Linked DNA regions of Mus musculus: regions 1 and 3 are each linked to region 2. Evidence: chromatin contacts called from public promoter capture Hi-C data. All regions are on one chromosome and are shown on one strand. The core of a region is the stretch at or near the end of the contact, and the rest is flanking DNA. Distances in the headings are between cores, read along the strand shown. Region 1 overlaps Gm31751 (a long non-coding RNA gene). Region 2 holds the start of Mmp10 (matrix metallopeptidase 10). Region 3 holds the start of Mmp27 (matrix metallopeptidase 27).

The links. Promoter capture Hi-C pulls out the DNA fragments that hold promoters and counts their contacts.
Region 1: a contact with region 2 is called in a promoter capture Hi-C map of macrophages, with 5 read pairs. The contact joins the enhancer-like site here to the promoter of Mmp10 in region 2. A contact is called at or near these places in 4 of 39 promoter capture datasets (the C10 cell line, macrophages and trophoblast stem cells), 1 of 15 datasets of contacts at CTCF or cohesin (CD8 T cells), 1 of 484 Hi-C or Micro-C datasets (nephron progenitors), 2 of 115 datasets of contacts at active chromatin or transcription factors (fibro-adipogenic progenitors and large pre-B cells) and 1 of 9 other capture datasets (pancreatic islet).
Region 3: a promoter capture Hi-C map of macrophages shows a contact between it and region 2, with 5 read pairs. The contact joins the promoter of Mmp27 here to the promoter of Mmp10 in region 2. A contact is called at or near these places in 3 of 39 promoter capture datasets (the C10 cell line, epiblast stem cells and macrophages), 1 of 15 datasets of contacts at CTCF or cohesin (CD8 T cells), 1 of 484 Hi-C or Micro-C datasets (nephron progenitors) and 3 of 9 other capture datasets (adipose tissue, macrophages and pancreatic islet).

The regions. Positions count from the first base shown.
Region 1 is chr9:7,594,153-7,596,852 of GRCm38.p6, forward strand. The region is part of intron 2 of Gm31751 (a long non-coding RNA gene); the gene reads right to left. Among named protein-coding and RNA genes, the nearest start is that of Mmp27, 24 kb to the left of the region's middle. Within about 2 kb of position 1,304, at least 123 of the 459 cell types and tissues checked have an H3K27ac peak or open chromatin away from gene starts, as enhancers often do. A contact at or near this core is called in fibro-adipogenic progenitors, macrophages and pancreatic islet, where this site is marked.
Region 2 is chr9:7,500,960-7,503,659 of GRCm38.p6, forward strand. It overlaps Mmp10 (matrix metallopeptidase 10), which reads left to right and starts at 1,383. Exons shown (of 10, transcript NM_019471.3): 1 at 1,383-1,539; 2 at 2,187-2,431; 3 at 2,522-2,670. The coding sequence starts at 1,435.
Region 3 is chr9:7,569,958-7,572,657 of GRCm38.p6, forward strand. Mmp27 (matrix metallopeptidase 27) reads left to right here and starts at 1,439. Exons shown (of 10, transcript NM_001310717.1): 1 at 1,439-1,644; 2 at 1,988-2,226. The coding sequence starts at 1,501. All of the region lies in intron 2 of Gm31751 (a long non-coding RNA gene), which reads right to left.

The sequences.
Region 1 (2,700 bases), core at 54-2,553, 93 kb after region 2:
CACCAGCTCTCAGCCTGTGAGCGACAGCTGATTTGGGCCCAGCATATCAAATATCTGAATTATGATTCATAACAATGGCAAAATTACAGTTATAAAGTAGCAACAAACTAATTTTATAGTTAGCAGTCACCACATGAGGAACTATATTAAAGGGTCTCCACATTAGGAAGGTTGAGAGCTACTGCTTTAGTCTAACTTTGACTCTGTCTAGGGTGGACAAACATTTCTTCACATCTCAGAAAAAGTAATACAACACTATGGAAGCTTCACGCTCCACTCACGGTAAAGTTGACTGAGAGCAGTGTGCTGCGGGATTTTGAGTAGACCTGAACTATAGGAATATTCAAGTAGATTGTATTTCACTAATTTTTGGCATGTCTGTAATATTGTGTAGTTTTTAACCTTTCAAGAAAAGGAAGAAAACAGACGTGTTCTCCATCCACTCAGTGACAGAGGAGAAAACTAAGCTGCATGTTCACCAATGGCAAGGACGGGGCTCATATTTGCATGCGTTGACTGGGGGGTCATCTTCTTTTGACTACGATTCCTTTCTATACAACAATCTCTGTCTTCAGTTTGTACTTTTGTTGCTGTTGCAGGTTGTTTTAGCCTCCTTTGCATGTGCACGAGCACACACACACAACTTAATGTATGGGATGTGTCTTTGGCTTCTATATAGTCAGTACAGTGTCTGTCCAAGTTAGCTCTGTTGTCAACATGACAAGGTTTAGAGTCATCTGAGCAGAAAGCCTCCATTGAGAATTGGCTTGCAGGCATGTCTGTGAGACACTGCCTTGATTCTTAATTGATGTGGGAGGACCCAGTCCACTGTGGATGGCACCATCCTTAAGAAGGCCATGTATAAGAAAGCTAGCTGAGCTTGTGACTGAGTGAGCTAGAGAGGTAGCCTGCAAGCAGTGTTCCTCCATTGTTTTGCTTCAATCTCCTGCTTTTCTCTGATTCCCTCCATGGTGGACCATGACCTGGAAGTGTAAGCCAAATAAACCCTCCCTCCCCAAGTTGCTTCTGATCAGAGTGTTTATCCCAGCAAGAGAGAGTCCACAACACTGACCAAGACCAAGGAGGCCAGAGGAGTGTATGTAATGAGATGATCACATGTTGGAGCGAAACAAGGAAATAAATCATAGCCTCGCTTGTGCCTTCTGTGCTCCCTGTGTTGGTGCCGATATGCACAAGCCTCTAAGGATTATGAAACCGAAAGCTTGGAGTTGGCACCAGACAGCAGAGCCTGGCTGTGCAGGCTCGGGATGTTTCCTGTGGAAGCTGAAGTCCAGTGCTGCCATCTAGTGATCATGAGCAGAACCAAGACTCTCCCGCCCTGACCTGCAGCTGGTCCATGCCCCACAAGCAGAACCTAGCCTGTGTGCCAACGCCTGTAAGCTGAGGCAAACACAGCTAAACCTGTTGACCCTAGGCTGTGCAGGGGTTGACCTAAGGTGGCCTGGTTCTCTTCTCAATCCACAGTTCAGCTGCTGGTGGCTTTCACCTCACAAAGGTGAACAGGGTGCATCTTTCTCTCCACATTTAAGTGTTTTAAAGCTGAGATTATGAATCACTGATGCAACGAGAATCAACAGAAAGAAATGATCAATTGTTGTACAATTAGGTCAAAATCTTGGGAGGGCAGGGCCTGATAGGTGTGTCTAGCAAGTTCCCAAGCCCCGTGTGCTCCCCGACTCTTTTTCAATAGCCCTCACTTCTGCTCCATTCTGAAATGACTGTTAGTGTAGTGCGTGCATGCGTGTGTGTGTGTGTGTGTGTGTGTGTGTGTGAGAGAGAGAGAGAGAGAGAGAGAGAGAGAGAGAGAGAGAGAGAGAGAGAGTCCAAATTACCTAGAGAGCTTGTTTTAAACAGGCACAGCTATCCCATGGCTAAATTTTCTGATTTAGTCAGTCTTGAATGAATTCCAGAATTTGCATCTCTAATAGGTTTCCAAGTAGAATTATTTGAATCCTGAATTTCCTCTAAAGTTCTCATGCAGTTAAGACTTTCTCCAAAGCTAGATACATCTGTAAGCCCAATACAAAGCTTCTCTCTCCATATGTATGTATGTATGTATGTATGTATGTATGTATGTGTATATATAGAGAAATTATATAATAAATAATTATATTTATTATTTATCTCTCTACATATATATGTATAGGCATATATACTTATGTATATATACATATATATGTGCATATTCTTAAGAGATAGCTTCTAGCAGAAGCAACTTAACATCATTGGGAACATGCCCTTGAAGAGGATATTAGGACCCCAGATTTTCTATCCTCTTCTTCCCCCCTCCCTCACATTTTCTTCCCCAGCTGCCATGATATAAACAGGTTTACAACTGCAGACTCTCTCCTTATTGCATGTCTAAAAGCCACGAACTCCTGCAGCCATGGACTACAACCTCTGGAACTCAAAGCCAGAATATGCCTTACCTCTCTCTTGGTTGAGTTTCTTCCCCCATTGTTATTGCTGCTGCTGCTGCTGCTGCTGCTACTGTTTGGAAACAGAGTCCCCCATGTAGACTTGGCTAGCCCTAAACTTAAAATTTTCCTATCTGTCTTTTGAGTGCTGAGCTTGTAAGCTAGTACCCCGGGTATTTATCGATAAGTTGACATTCTAAAGTATCCATTACAGTGTAGGGCCCTAAGCTATGCATTGTTGGCTTGAAGGTCAGAATTTGCA
Region 2 (2,700 bases), core at 133-2,632:
GTGAAATCATTCTTCAGTTTTTATGATTCTAATCTTGACCTTCTTAGGTTGTTCTGCAGATTAAAGATAACATGTAGTTAAAAATTTCACATAAAAGAGCTCTGTTCTAGGATTCCACTTTGCCTTAATGAACTGCATAAGCCTGCTTGTTTTACTCTATAAATATTCGGTACATTTAATAAATAATAACTTACTTAAAAATAAACAGGACTCCATTACCCCCAAGTTATTAATCTCCTTCAGGTGTGGTGGCCTAAAGTAGAGTTCTTTTATCCACCAAAATCACTCCTGCAAGGCACACCCTTTCATGGTTAGTCAACCACAGTCAAAATCATAACTCTGATCAACAAGAACCATCAGCAGGATGTGCCACCAACAACAAAGGAATGATTCAAATGAATATGAGGCATCTCAGAATGAGTCGACTCAGCACCTCAGGCAGTTAGCAATCTGTCCTGCTAACAAGCCCTATCAGCTAATAACCCAGGAATAAAGTAAAAAGGCACTTGCTGCCCGCATGAAGTACACATAAAACCAAGACCTTGTTTGTTTTCCATAGGGAAAGCAATCACGGGATAAAATTACATACTTGCTCAAGTCTAGCTGATGGTTCAGTCTGTCAGCCTCTTTGCCTCTCTGAATTTTAGGTTGGCATATTCTCTGTGTAGTGCCTACACTAAGCCACAAGCTGACTTGGCTGGCCTAGTGTACACATCCCTCATCCAAGCTGTGGCTCAAAGGCCTCAAAGCCTCCTGGTTTAGGAAGAGGAGGACAGAGGTAGGAAGAATATTTTCATTTAATAGTTAATTAACTGATTTCCATTTGACACGTCTTTATGGAGCCAGTATATGCTTATAGCAATTATTCTGAAACAGAGAGTAGGTGGGCCCCAAGCTTCTTACCTCTGTACATTTCCTCCTCCGTATTGACTGCTTTCTCAGAGTACTCTTACCCCAGGGCTGGAAATACCTCTTACCCAAGGACTCCAGCAATGGAGTTTCTGCCATTATAGCTTCCTAGACAGCAGTCCTTACATTCACTTTGCAATCTCTTTCCATTAAACTATTCACTCCTTGCCTGAATGTATGTAAGCCTAAGGCATGTTTTTAAAAATTACACTGCTTTCAAAATATCTAAACATTTTGCAAATATTAATTACCCAGACAGTCCCTTTTCCTCTTTGTAAACACAGAAGCCACATCCTTGAGATTAAGCATTCTTTCAAGTTTACTAGGTTGAGGGATTCACTGATGTAAGCTATTCTCTCTTCATCTTATGAATGTTCTTGTAGTCATTTGGATTAAAAATAGCACCCATGTGAGTCATGCTTAGTGACCTAAACACCGACTCCCTATAAAAGAGTGGCCACTAAAGGGAAGATATGGAAACCAGGTGCTAGAGAAGGATCGGTTTTTAAAGTAAAGACTGTCTGTATGGAGCCACTAGCCATCCTGGCACTGCTGAGCCTACCAATCTGCTCAGCGTATCCTCTGCATGGGGCAGTGACACAAGGCCACCCAAGCATGGATCTTGCTCAGGTAATCAGTCAGTGGTGGGGATCCGCTTCAACCAAAGTGGAGGCACAGCCTTGCCCTTTGGTCTTCCAGCAGCAGTAGTTGAGTTAGTTAGAAGTTGTGTTGGAAAATATCCAAGTGTAAGAGGTAGAAACTCCATCTTCACCGAAAAGTGAAAAGGGAAGGAAGGAATCGCAGTTACTGGGGGTAAATAACAATGACAGCAGCCGAAGTGGGGAGACTGGGAATGGATGAGCTCACTCCTGTGCTGGAATTATGCTATTTAAGATACTTTAGGAGGGAGGGCATGATAATATTTATCTCCTACAACTTCAAGAAGCAAAGAATACTCTAATTTTTCATTTGTGAAAAAAAATGAATTTATCCAACAACACTCAACATTGACAGGTTTGTGTTAATAATGGAAATAGAAAACTTAGATACATCCATTTAATGTGCTCATACATTTATGCCGACTTCCTTGCTTTGGTAGCAAATTAAATTGCAATGAAATAATAAAATGAGGGATTTTTGCAGGAAAAAAATCAAATGAAGCACTACATCTACTTGTGTTTCACTAAACTGGGAATGATTAAAATAGATCTTGAGATTTGTGTATGTGTTTACATTTCATAGCAACCTCTTTAAAACTATGCTTGTTTCTCCACTAGCAATACCTAGAAAAATACTACAACTTTAAAAAAAATGAGAAACAAATTTTCAAAAGAAAGGACAGTAGTCCTGTTGTCAAAAAAATTCAAGAAATGCAGAAGTTCCTCGGGTTGGAGATGACAGGGAAGCTGGACTCCAACACTATGGAGCTGATGCACAAGCCCAGGTGTGGTGTTCCTGATGTTGGTGGCTTCAGTACCTTCCCAGGTTCGCCAAAATGGAGGAAATCCCACATCACCTACAGGTAATGGCTCCAGAGTTTTCACACAGCGTTATAAATGTGTCAGGAGCATCACAGAAGCAAAGATTACCTTCTTTGATTTCTCTTATCCAGGATTGTGAATTATACACCAGATTTGCCAAGACAGAGTGTGGATTCTGCCATTGAGAAAGCTTTGAAGGTCTGGGAGGAGGTGACCCCACTCACTTTCTCCAGGATCTCTGAAGGAGAGGCTGACATAATGATCTCCTTTGCAGTTGGAGGTAATGCTCTCATCTGGTGTTTGAGTTATT
Region 3 (2,700 bases), core at 189-2,688, 69 kb after region 2:
TGGCTAGTTTTGTGTCAACTTGACACAGCTGGAGTTATAACAGAGAAAGGAGCTTCAGTTGGGGAAATGCCTCCATGAGATCCAACTGTAAGGCATTTTCTCAATTAGTGATCAAGGGGAAAGGTCCCCCTTGTGGGTGGGACCATCTCTGGGCTGGTAGTCTTGGTTCTATAAGAGAGGAGGCTGAGCAAGCCAGGGGAAGCAAGCCAGTAAAGAACATCCCTCCATGGCCTCTGCATCAGCTCCTGCTTTCTGACCTGCTTGAGTTCCAGTCCTAACTTCCTTCAGTGATGAACAGCAATGTGGAAGAGTAAGCTGAATAAATCCTTTCCTCCCCAACTTGCTTCTTGGTCATGATGTTTGTGCAGGAATAGAAACCCTGACTAAGACAGGTGGGGTTCCTCAAAGAATATTAAGAACTTTATTTCTCTTCCTTCCTTGTTTTATGCTACCTGCAATGTAGGTTCAATAGCCATCTTTTGAGAAACCACACAGCCCCTGATGTAGAGAGGTGATTCACTCTAGACGCCACAGACCAAACCTCGGCTGCTCTTACACAAACAAAATATCACTTTGAGTTTTATTAACTATCTGCTATTGTGCATTTTCCTATTGTGTTCAATTAAATCTCATCACATACCATAGAAGCCTGGAATACACCCTGCCTCCTGTAAGAAAGGTCTCCAACTCCCCACACCCATCCTTGGGTACTAACAGCTTCTCAGATAACTTTCTGTCCCAGAAGTTCCAAGCAGATTGCACAACATAGTTAACAAACATTTGAAAGTTGGCAATGTGATAAACAGACATCCAACAAGAAACTCTGAGAAACCAGAGACAATTCTGGTAGAAAAAAGCAAACAGTTGCTATAAGAATGTTTAACATGTGGAGGAGAAAAAAGAAGTTGGGGGAGGACTGGAGGAGTGGAGGGATGAGAAACTGGTTAGGATATAAAAAACAAATAAATTTTTAAAAAGAATGTTTAACACCATTACCATAAAAAAGACATTACAAAAAACATTCAAATATAATACTAAAATAAATAATAATAACAAACAATTACTCATATTTAACTAGCCAGTACTCCTAACAATTAAAGACACAGAGGCTGGGAAGTGGCTCAGTAGGCAGAACTCATATAGAAGCCAGGCACCATAGCACAGTACTTAAACTAATATCCGACTCCATTGTCTCTTCCAATCACACTACCAAGATATGCTAGTGTTTTCTGCCAAAGTAAATTATTTCAAAATTCATAACAACCTACCAAAACTACCAGTAAAACTACCAGTTTTGAGACCAGAAGACTAACTTGGGGGCCTTGCTATTGTCAGCGCTCAAAAGTGAGCAATGTGCTAGATAAGCAATCACCAACTGTGGTTGCAAAATTCAAGTTTATCTAAGGGGAAAACGAAGTCATGAGACACTTCATGGCAATGTGCTTTGCTGTTATTAATTAAGTGATTACTTCATGCCACGTCTCACTGTCAACTTTCTAAATGCCATACAAACAGAAACAAGCTTTAACTGAAGAGACAGGAATGAAGTGCCTTCTGTCTCTGATGGTTAATTTTATAACACTTTCCGCTGCATTTCCTCCAGACAGGAAGGACAAAAATGAGGAGAACAACCAACTGGCCCAGGTAGGATTTCAATGAATGCTAAAAGCAACAAGCAATAAAATGTGCCTTTTATAGCTTCTCTCGGGACTTTCCAAGACAGCACATTCCTGCAGAGTCTCAGAGTATCTCAGAAGAATGAGGTCCTTTCCATGTGTCTAACTCTAAGGTTAAATTGCATAAGTTTGCAAAATAGAGCATCATCTCTGATGTCTCCTAGAATTTCAAGAGCATAAGATGAAAGGAACAGTAAGAATATAAGCCAAGTGGCTGCCCTTAGTTGTATGGGTGTGTGATTTGGCTAATTCTAGTCACTCATAAACCTTTGCTCTCCTGTAGTCTGTGTCCTTTACATCTTTCCTGACAGGCATATCTCAACCAGTTCTACTCTCTTGAAATAGAAGGGAGTCATTTTGTCCAAAGCAAGAACAGGAGTCTCTTTGATGGAAAACTTCGGGAAATGCAGGCATTTTTCGGATTGACAGTGACTGGAAAACTGGATTCAGACACACTTGCGATCATGAAAGTGCCCAGGTGTGGGGTACCAGATGTGGGGCAATATGGCTACACACTCCCTGGGTGGAGAAAATACAGCCTTACATACAGGTAATGTTTCTACCAACTTTGGTTAACTAACCCAAATAAGTAATCTCCAAGAAGCAACCACAGTGATGGCTTATCTAACTGACACTTTCGAAAGTGCATGCCACTTTGTGGGTTCTATGTATCTCATCCCCTCATTAGACCTATGCTGTGGGCAGTATGACAACCACACGGAAACTAAATCGAAAGGCTATCGCCTGTAGCTAGTGCTACAGAGTTGGCTCAGGCAGATAGGTTCCAATCTCTAGGCTCCCTTCTCCCCTGTGAGCTCAGAATAGGCAGCACCACCATCTGCTACAATGCCCTGGAGGCATGGTGAGGTGTGCAGAAAGAAGGGAAGGGTGTGAGTGTGGGGGAGGAGGAACACGTTCATTCGTGCATCCACGCATGTGCTCATGTAGAGGGGTGGTTGAGGGTGTGTGTGTGTGTGTGTGTGTGTGTGTGTGTGTGTGTGTGTGTGTTTTAGAGCTATCAAAT